Linked DNA regions of Sus scrofa: regions 1 and 3 are each linked to region 2. The links are chromatin contacts, called in public Hi-C and HiChIP or PLAC-seq maps. All regions are on one chromosome and are shown on one strand. Each heading gives the region's core, a stretch centred on a gene start, on an enhancer-like site or on the middle of the called end of the contact. The rest is flanking DNA. Distances are from core to core; before and after follow the strand shown. Region 1 overlaps MAF (transcription factor Maf). Region 2 holds the start of MAF (transcription factor Maf). Region 3 overlaps MAF (transcription factor Maf).

Region 1 (2,743 bases), core at 1-2,500, 300 kb after region 2:
CTATCATTGGCTGAGAACTTTCCACGCACTGGGTGCTGAGCCAAACCCTTGAAGAAACTTAATTTAACCCTCCTAACAGCAACAGCGACAAAAATCCACGGAGGTGTTATCTCCCTCTGGAACGTGGAGACGCTCGTGTTGCAAGGTTTCTATGAGAATTCATTAGAAGGAGAGATTTAGTGAGAAGCCTGAAGAGTGGTCACTAGCGCCTGTCCTCCAAAACAAGCCCATAGGTGTGGGCCACTTCCTCTGCTCAAGGCGCTCAGCTGGATACTTCAGTTGGATTCACTCCCTGAATTCTCTCACTGACTCTGTGACGAGGTAAGCACTCCCCACAGCTACATTGTGAAGATGAGGAAACCGAGGCACAAAGTCGCAGCTAGAAAGGGGCCTCTAACTCAGGCAGAGAGTTCAATTCCAGGGTCTGCCATCCTTGGTGGAATCATCTGCACAGGGCGTTGACAACCTCTATCTTGCAGACTTTGAGGCAGGAATAGAGAAAACAGTGTGATTATTCCAGTCACCTGCTTGCCACCCCCTAGTTCCAGGGCCAGTGTCCCTTGCATTTTATGTCTTTGCTTTCCACAGACAATGTCGACATTGGGCCATGATTTTTTTTTTCTCAATAGCTTTATAGTCTCCCTAAAATAAGGAAGCTAAATGGTGCCTGCTTATGGGGTATGAGGTGCCCCAGCTTTACCGTGGGAGATGAAAGACTACCAAATTTGTACAGAAAGCAACCAAAAAAAAAAAAAGTCAATCTTCTGAGCAGACACAATTTCTCTTGAAAGGTGACACAGTCCTTTAAAAATAGCTGTGGGCCCCATTGTGCAAAGTCTGTGACAGAGACGGACAGCTTTTAGAGAGGTGTAGTGTTCCCAGGCAGGCGGCTAGCAAGGCTCACCCAGATAGAGATAAGTAATTCGATCGGGGTGAGTGCTAAATGTTAGAGGTTAAGCTGCTATGTTCTTATTACTAATCAAACTTCAACACCCTTCCCCGGCTCCTCCACTCCCTATAAGGAAATGGTAAATGATGGTGAAGCTTCAGCCCTGGCTCTGGGCATTTTTCAGAGGTGCTGCCCATTCCCAGTCATGGGCATGTCCTGCCTCCTTCCTGAGGGCACCCTGATGAGGGCTTCCAAGTACCCCCCTGCCCCAGGATGCTGGCACTTTAAGGTTAAGTGACTCCCCGGGCCGGCACCGCCTGCTTCTCACATGGGCAGATGACAGAGTCAAAGATCCTTATTGCATCCTCTGCCAGACAAGTTCTTTCTTCATATCAGCAGGAGACAGGAGCTTTTCTGGGGTTTCACATTCATCAGCACCACTGACTCTTTCCCAGGGCACATGAAGATGTGGGAAGTGCCTCATGTGATTTGGGCCTTTCTTTTCCTATTGTTGAAGGCAGGGCGGTGCTGGAGAATATTTACTTACCAGGTCTCTGAGGCTGGAGAAGCCCAAATCGGGAGCTGTTGCCCATTTCCGTGGTGTAAATGCTCTCACCACAGCACATTTCAAGCTAGCAACGTGAGGTCACCAAATGTGGTTTGGCAGAGATTTGTGGCCTGGGCCACTCCAGCACACCACGGGTTAAAGGGCAGGTGTACGTTCCAGACCCATCCTCGCTGGGCTGGCTATGATCCCCTCTCCAGGGCAGTTCAAGCCCTCCTTGGTCCACGCCTCCTTGAGGTGGGTCTTGCCCCTTTGCTGCTATTTGATAGAAACGCCTGCAGCACTTGGAGAATGTGCAGAGAGCCAAAACTTAGCCTACTTGGATCTTCCAATGTTGGGCCAGCTTGATGCCCAAACTCCTGGCTACAAAGAAAAAGACTCTAGTCAGACTGATTCATTGCTGTTTCAGAAACACGAAAGAAAGTAGATCCTTTCCCCAGAGCCCGTGGGTACCCACACATGATCTCATCTCATGCCTCGCAAAATCCCAGCAGGCAGTGCCATCCACTCCCCACCTCCACTTTATGGATGAGCACGCAGACTCAGAGAAGCCATTTGCATCAGGCCACGCAGCTTAAGAGTGCTGAAGCCAGGATCTGATCTTGTATTTGTCATCTTTCAAAACCCATGCTTGCAACCTCTGACATGCCCAACCTGATCCCAGCATGCCCAACCAAGCATTACCAGGATGTTTGGGAGCCAGCAGAAGGAAGACAAGGTCAAGTGGGCTTCCTCTGAAAAGCTGACACAGGGCCATTGAGGCACAAAAGAGGCAAGGACATATCAAAGGACGGGATGAATAATCTAAATACATGGAAGAGTCTTCTCACTGGAGCTGATCACATGGGGGGTGGGCATGATGCTGGAGGCAGAAACAGGACCAGACACCTCTAAGGATTTTCCTGTCCTGAGGCAGCCATCCCAGGAGTCAGAAGTTACTTATGTGAATCTGAGAGTCACCCCCACTCCCTTCCAGCTGTTCCCTTCTGGTCTCACTCAGAATAGAACTGCCTATGTCCGTCTCCCTCAGCAGCAACCCGAACCCCAGGGTCTTTCTTTGCAGGCTAAGGTCCTTCTACTTTCCAGCTGTTCCATGCGTGAAACAGGTGTTTGCTCCACTGTCCTCCTGGCCACCAGTTTCCAGACTCCTTCTTGAATGTCAAGGTCTCACTTTAAGATGCAACATGGGGGCTGGGTGCCTGGGGTATAAGGGTGGCCTTGCTCTGGAGCGCTCAGCCCGGGAGCAGTTTGGAGCTGATCTGGGGGATGGTTGACTTGCTATCTGAGTT
Region 2 (2,700 bases), core at 115-2,614:
ACCCCCACGCGCCGGCTCCGGGAAGAGGGACAAAGAGTTTGGGTCAAGTTTGAGCTCCGGGCAGTGCCAGGCTCGGGGAAGGAAGGTCCCCTGGGTGGACACCCGGGTGCCGAAGGTGGAGTAAAGAGAAGAAGCTGCCTGGCGAATACAGGATCCAGAGAGTGGGGGTCAGGCCAATCTCCGCTGAGGGAGTGGCAGGCAAGCTGGGGCTCCGGAAGGCAGGCCTCTCTCGCTCCAAAGTAAAGCAAATCGGCCTCCCGGTCCACCTGGTTTCCCACAGCGCCGCTGGAAAACTCCTTCCCCTCTTACACCAAACTTTGTTCCCGGCTCTGCAGCCTCCTGAGGAGGCTGCGGAGCGGGAAGGGTTAAGGCTGCCCGTCCCAGCTGACAGTCAGCTGATTGGGCCCTGATTGACAGCTCCGAAAAGTTTCCTTGTCTCTACACTATTATGCTAATCGCGGCCGCCTCCCATTGGTCTGGAGTACCAGTCAATTTCCCATTTGGGCCTGACGTCACAAGTGCTATAAAACTCAGCAATTGCTTTAAACTCTTCTTGCTGGATCAGAGGCTTTAAAATCTTTTTTTCATCTTCGAGCTGTAGCTCGGGCTGCTCGTCGGCTCGGCCTCCCCCCTTTTGCTCTCCGCCTCGCCTTTCCCCGGGACTTCGCTATTTTGCTTTAAAAAAAAAAAAAAAAAAAAAAGCCAAGAAAGAACTCAACTCCCCCCTCCCTTTCCTCCAGCCCGGCTGCACCTCTGTCTTGCACTTTGCACGGAGGGAGGAAGAGCGCGAGGGAGAGAGAGAGAAAGAGAGAGAGAGAGAGAGAGAGGAAAGAAAGAGAAAAAAAAAATAAAAAGAGCCAGGCTGAAGAGGAGGCGAGAAGCATGAAGTGTTAACTCCCCCGTGCCAAGGCCAGCGCCGCCCGGACAGCCGCCCGCCGCGCTTCCAGCCCCGAGCGGCCGCCGCGCGCGCCCCGCCTGCAGCCCAGGCCGGCGAGGCGAGCCCTCCTTATGCAAAGGGCGCAGCGGAGCGGCGAGCGGGGGACGCCGCGCACCCGGCCGGGCTCCTCCGGCTTCGCCGCCGCCGCCGCCGCCGCCGCCACCGCAACCCGCGGAGGACCTTCCCGAGCCTGAAGCCGCCGGCTCGGCGCGCTAGGAGACGAGCAGGCGAGGAGGGGCCCGGGCGAGCAGCGAGCACATTGGCGTGAGCAGGGGGAGGGAGGGCGGGCGCGGGGGCGCGGGCAGGGCGGGGGGGTGTGTGCGCGCTCGGAGGTTTCGGGCCAGCCACCGCCGCGCGAGCTAGAAGCGCCCCAGCCCGGCAAGCTGGCTCACCCGCTGGCCACCCAGCACAGCCCGCTGGCCCCTCTCCTGCAGCCCATCTGGCGGAGCGGCGGCGGCGGCGGCGGCAGGAGAATGGCATCAGAACTGGCAATGAGCAACTCCGACCTGCCCACCAGTCCCCTGGCCATGGAATATGTTAATGACTTCGATCTGATGAAGTTTGAAGTGAAAAAGGAACCGGTGGAGACCGACCGCATCATCAGCCAGTGCGGCCGTCTCATCGCCGGGGGCTCGCTGTCCTCCACCCCCATGAGCACGCCGTGCAGCTCGGTGCCCCCTTCCCCCAGCTTCTCGGCGCCCAGCCCGGGCTCGGGCAGCGAGCAGAAGGCGCACCTGGAAGACTACTACTGGATGACCGGCTATCCGCAGCAGCTGAACCCCGAGGCGCTGGGCTTCAGCCCCGAGGACGCGGTCGAGGCGCTCATCAGCAACAGCCACCAGCTCCAGGGCGGCTTCGATGGCTACGCGCGCGGGGCGCAGCAGCTGGCCTCGGCGGCCGGGGCCGGCGCCGGCGCCTCCCTGGGCGGCAGCGGCGAGGAGATGGGCCCCGCCGCCGCCGTGGTGTCCGCCGTGATCGCCGCGGCCGCTGCGCAGAGCGGCGCGGGCCCGCACTACCACCACCACCACCACCACCACGCCGCTGGCCACCACCACCACCCGACGGCCGGCGCGCCCGGCGCCGCGGGCAGCGCGTCCGCCTCGGCCGGTGGCGCGGGCGGCGCGGGCAGCGGCGGCCCGGCCAGCGCCGGGGGCGGCGGCGGCGGCGGCGGCGGCGGAGGCGGCGGCGGAGCGGCGGGGGCGGGGGGCGCCCTGCACCCGCACCACGCCGCCGGCGGCCTGCACTTCGACGACCGCTTCTCCGATGAGCAGCTGGTGACCATGTCGGTGCGCGAGCTGAACCGGCAGCTGCGCGGGGTCAGCAAGGAGGAGGTGATCCGGCTGAAGCAGAAGAGGCGGACCCTGAAAAACCGCGGCTATGCCCAGTCCTGCCGCTTCAAGAGGGTGCAGCAGAGGCACGTCCTGGAGTCCGAGAAGAACCAGCTGCTGCAGCAGGTCGACCACCTCAAGCAGGAGATCTCCAGGCTGGTGCGCGAGAGGGACGCGTACAAGGAGAAATACGAGAAGTTGGTGAGCAGCGGCTTCCGAGAAAACGGCTCGAGCAGCGACAACCCGTCCTCTCCCGAGTTTTTCATGTGAGTCTGACACGCGATCCCAGCTAGCCACCTTGATAAGTGCTCCATGGGGGTCCGACTCGGGTGTGGGCTTGCCAGTTCCAGAGCCTTGCTCGCCACCACCTCGCCCCCTCCCCTCCTGAGCTTGCCCCCCGCCCCGCAGTTGCCCCCTGCACACACACACACACAC
Region 3 (2,700 bases), core at 27-2,526, 420 kb after region 2:
GTGGGACCTCAAACCCCAGGGCTGCCCCATAGCCCACTGCCCTTGCACTGCTCCCTTCTGCAGCAGCCTTTGCCAAGCAGAGAGGAGGAAGCGCTGGGCCATCCTTGAAGATCAGTTCAAAAGAGTACTTTGGGTTAATCCTTTACCGAGCCTCCTGGGTCTTGCTTCACCCCCTCCCAACTCTGCACCTCACACTTCCACAAACCTTCCACACCGCAGTGTGCTGCTATCATCTGTTTAAACAGCAGCCTTCCAACCCTTTAAGGGCAGGGCCTGTGCTTCTTCAGCCTCATTTCCTTAGCCCCTGGCTTGGCAAGGTTTCCATTCATCCATTAATTCAGTCAACAGACATGTTTAGAGCACCTACAATGTGCTGGGACTATTCTAAGTTCTGGGGATTTCAGCAAGAGACAAAAAACAGGGGTGGGGGAGGATGGCGCTCATGAGTTCACCTGTTTTTGAAGAGGACAGACAACAGGCAAGCAGCCCAAACACAAATAGGCAATGACAGACTAGGAGACGTCCTGTGAAAGACATGATCAGAGTCTGGGCCTGGGGGTACGTATATAAAATGGTCCAGGAAGTCCTCTTGGGGGAGGTGATGCTTCATTTAGGAGTGAGTTACAGGCCGCTTGTTGAGAATACAGAATTTGCTTTCCTCCCCCCAACCCCATCACTTAATGGCCTAGAATTTAGGTGTTGGAGGTGTGTTCCTTGCAAACCTCATCCGCAGAGAACACCACTCATAGCCCCGGGGGAGTGGGGTAGAGAGTGTTTGACCAGTTCATCCTAGTCTATCCAGGACCTCACCTCTTATAGCATTGGACAGTCTTGCATCCTAGGAAACCCCTCAGTCCAAGCAAAGCAGAAGGATTGGTGACACAAGTCCTTGAGCGCGACCAGGCATCTCTGATCGTTTTACTTGCCATTGGAGCGTTGGTTGTCTGTGCAAATATTTCAGTGCAGCAGAATTGCAGAAGCAGAGGCGGGGGAATCTGGTAGCAAAGTGAGCTACTGACTCAGGAGCTGCAAACCCAATAACCTGCTTGACGCTTCACGGGTCAGTGGGACAGTGGCTGTGGACACAGGCTTGGCCAGAGTGGCAAACCACAGCCAGGTTGTGACGGGGGGAGTGTAGTGAGAAACCAGACCTAGAAAGGTGTCCAGATCTCCCTGGCCTGGGGCCAGCATGGTCAGGGCAACAGGAAGTGACAGGAGGAGATTTCATCTCCACTGGGTTCCCTTCAAGCCCTCACTTCCCCTGGTGACCACTTGCCACGTGCTCAGAGCAAACCAGGCCAGGGTTACAGAGGAGCCAGAGGAACTGGGGTGAGGTGGGGTGGGGTGGCGGAGTGGGGTCAAGTTCAGATCTTGCAACCTCTGAGAGAGAAAGGATCCTGCCTTCCTCGAGCGGCCAAAAACAGAAAAGACACTCAGTTGAATTTGAATTTGATAAATGACGACTGACTTTTTTAGCATAAGCATATCCTATAATTGCAAGGGATTGCTTACAAAAAAAATATCTTTGCCTATCTGAAATTCGAATTAAACTGCATTTCCTGTATCTTAATCTTCAGCCCCATTTCCCACTTGCGGGGAAACCGCTCCACCTGCACCTGGTACCCGGAAGGCATTAGGCCCCAGACACGATAATGGGAACCACTTGGCACCAACAACACTGTTGTATTTTAGCTCAAATGCACAGAACAATCCAGATCCCACTTTTTCGAACACATGGCTGTAGCCTTTTAAATGAAATAAACTAAGCATTCAAAACAAACCACAGAGGTCACAGTGAACTGTAGTGTCCTGGCTGTGGTAGATCCAGTGGACACCTACAATTTACAGACAGAGGGGACCTGTTTCCATGAACATGGTAAGAAGCACAAAGCTTCCATTGTGATCTTCCAACCAGGGGCAGCTTGGATTCTCCGAGAAAAGGATGGGCCGTTGCAAATTAGCCTTTCATGGTGGGGGAGGCTGGATTTTTTATTTTTATTTTTTATGATTGCCATGACATAAAGAAAGGTTATTTTTAAAAATTTTATTATAGTTGATTTACAATGTTCTGTCAATTACTGCTATACAACGAAGTGACCCAGTTATACACACACACACACACACACACACATATATATATATATATACTGTTTCTCACATTATCCTCTATCATGTTTGATCACAAGTGATTGGATATAGTTCCCTGTGCCATGCAGCAGGACGTCATTGCTTATCCACTCCAAATGCACTAGTTTGCATCTACAAACCCCAAACTCCCAGTCCATCCCACTCCCTCCCTCTTGGCACCCACACGTCTGTTCTTCATGTCCATGAGTTTGTTTCTGTTCTATAGACAGGCTCATTTGTGCCACATTTTAGAGTCCACATAGAAGTGGTCTCCTATGGTATTTTTCATCCTCTTTCGGACTTAATTCACTTAGTATGAGAATCTCAAGTTCCATCCATGTTGCTGCAAATGGCATTATCTCACATTCTTTTATGGCTGAGTAGTATCCCACTGTATGCGTGTACCATCATCTTTATCCATTCATCTGTCAGTGGACGTTTAGGTTGTTGCCATGTCTTAGCTATTGTGAATAGTGCTGCAGTGAACATAGGGGTGCATGTATCCTTTTTGATTGAAAGTTTTGTCCAAATATATGCCCAGGAGTGGGATTGCTGGATCACATCGTATTTCCA

The links. Hi-C and Micro-C count contacts between places; a contact is called where the count stands out from the background. HiChIP or PLAC-seq counts read pairs in DNA pulled down with a chosen protein or histone mark.
Region 1: a Hi-C map of skeletal muscle shows a contact between it and region 2, with 8 times the contacts expected there. The contact joins the enhancer-like site here to the promoter of MAF in region 2. A contact is called at or near these places in 5 of 47 Hi-C or Micro-C datasets (alveolar macrophages, omental adipose tissue, psoas muscle and 1 more) and 2 of 2 datasets of contacts at active chromatin or transcription factors (alveolar macrophages and skeletal muscle).
Region 3: an H3K27ac HiChIP or PLAC-seq map of alveolar macrophages shows a contact between it and region 2. The contact joins the enhancer-like site here to the promoter of MAF in region 2. A contact is called at or near these places in 1 of 5 promoter capture datasets (liver), 4 of 47 Hi-C or Micro-C datasets (embryonic fibroblasts, liver, mesenteric adipose tissue and 1 more) and 2 of 2 datasets of contacts at active chromatin or transcription factors (alveolar macrophages and skeletal muscle).

Annotation. Positions count from the first base shown.
Region 1 is chr6:8,766,986-8,769,728 of Sscrofa11.1, forward strand. All of the region lies in intron 2 of MAF (transcription factor Maf), which reads left to right. Among named protein-coding and RNA genes, the nearest start is that of MAF, 300 kb to the left of the region's middle. Within about 2 kb of position 1,251, at least 3 of the 83 cell types and tissues checked have an H3K27ac peak or open chromatin away from gene starts, as enhancers often do. A contact at or near this core is called in alveolar macrophages and skeletal muscle, where this site is marked.
Region 2 is chr6:8,467,372-8,470,071 of Sscrofa11.1, forward strand. MAF (transcription factor Maf) reads left to right here and starts at 1,365. Exons shown (of 3, transcript XM_021097066.1): 1 at 1,365-2,531. The coding sequence starts at 1,411. LOC106510467 (a long non-coding RNA gene) reads right to left here and starts at 16. Exons shown (of 2, transcript XR_001308967.2): 1 at 1-16.
Region 3 is chr6:8,882,520-8,885,219 of Sscrofa11.1, forward strand. All of the region lies in intron 2 of MAF (transcription factor Maf), which reads left to right. Among named protein-coding and RNA genes, the nearest start is that of MAF, 420 kb to the left of the region's middle. Within about 2 kb of position 1,277, at least 1 of the 83 cell types and tissues checked has an H3K27ac peak or open chromatin away from gene starts, as enhancers often do. A contact at or near this core is called in alveolar macrophages, where this site is marked.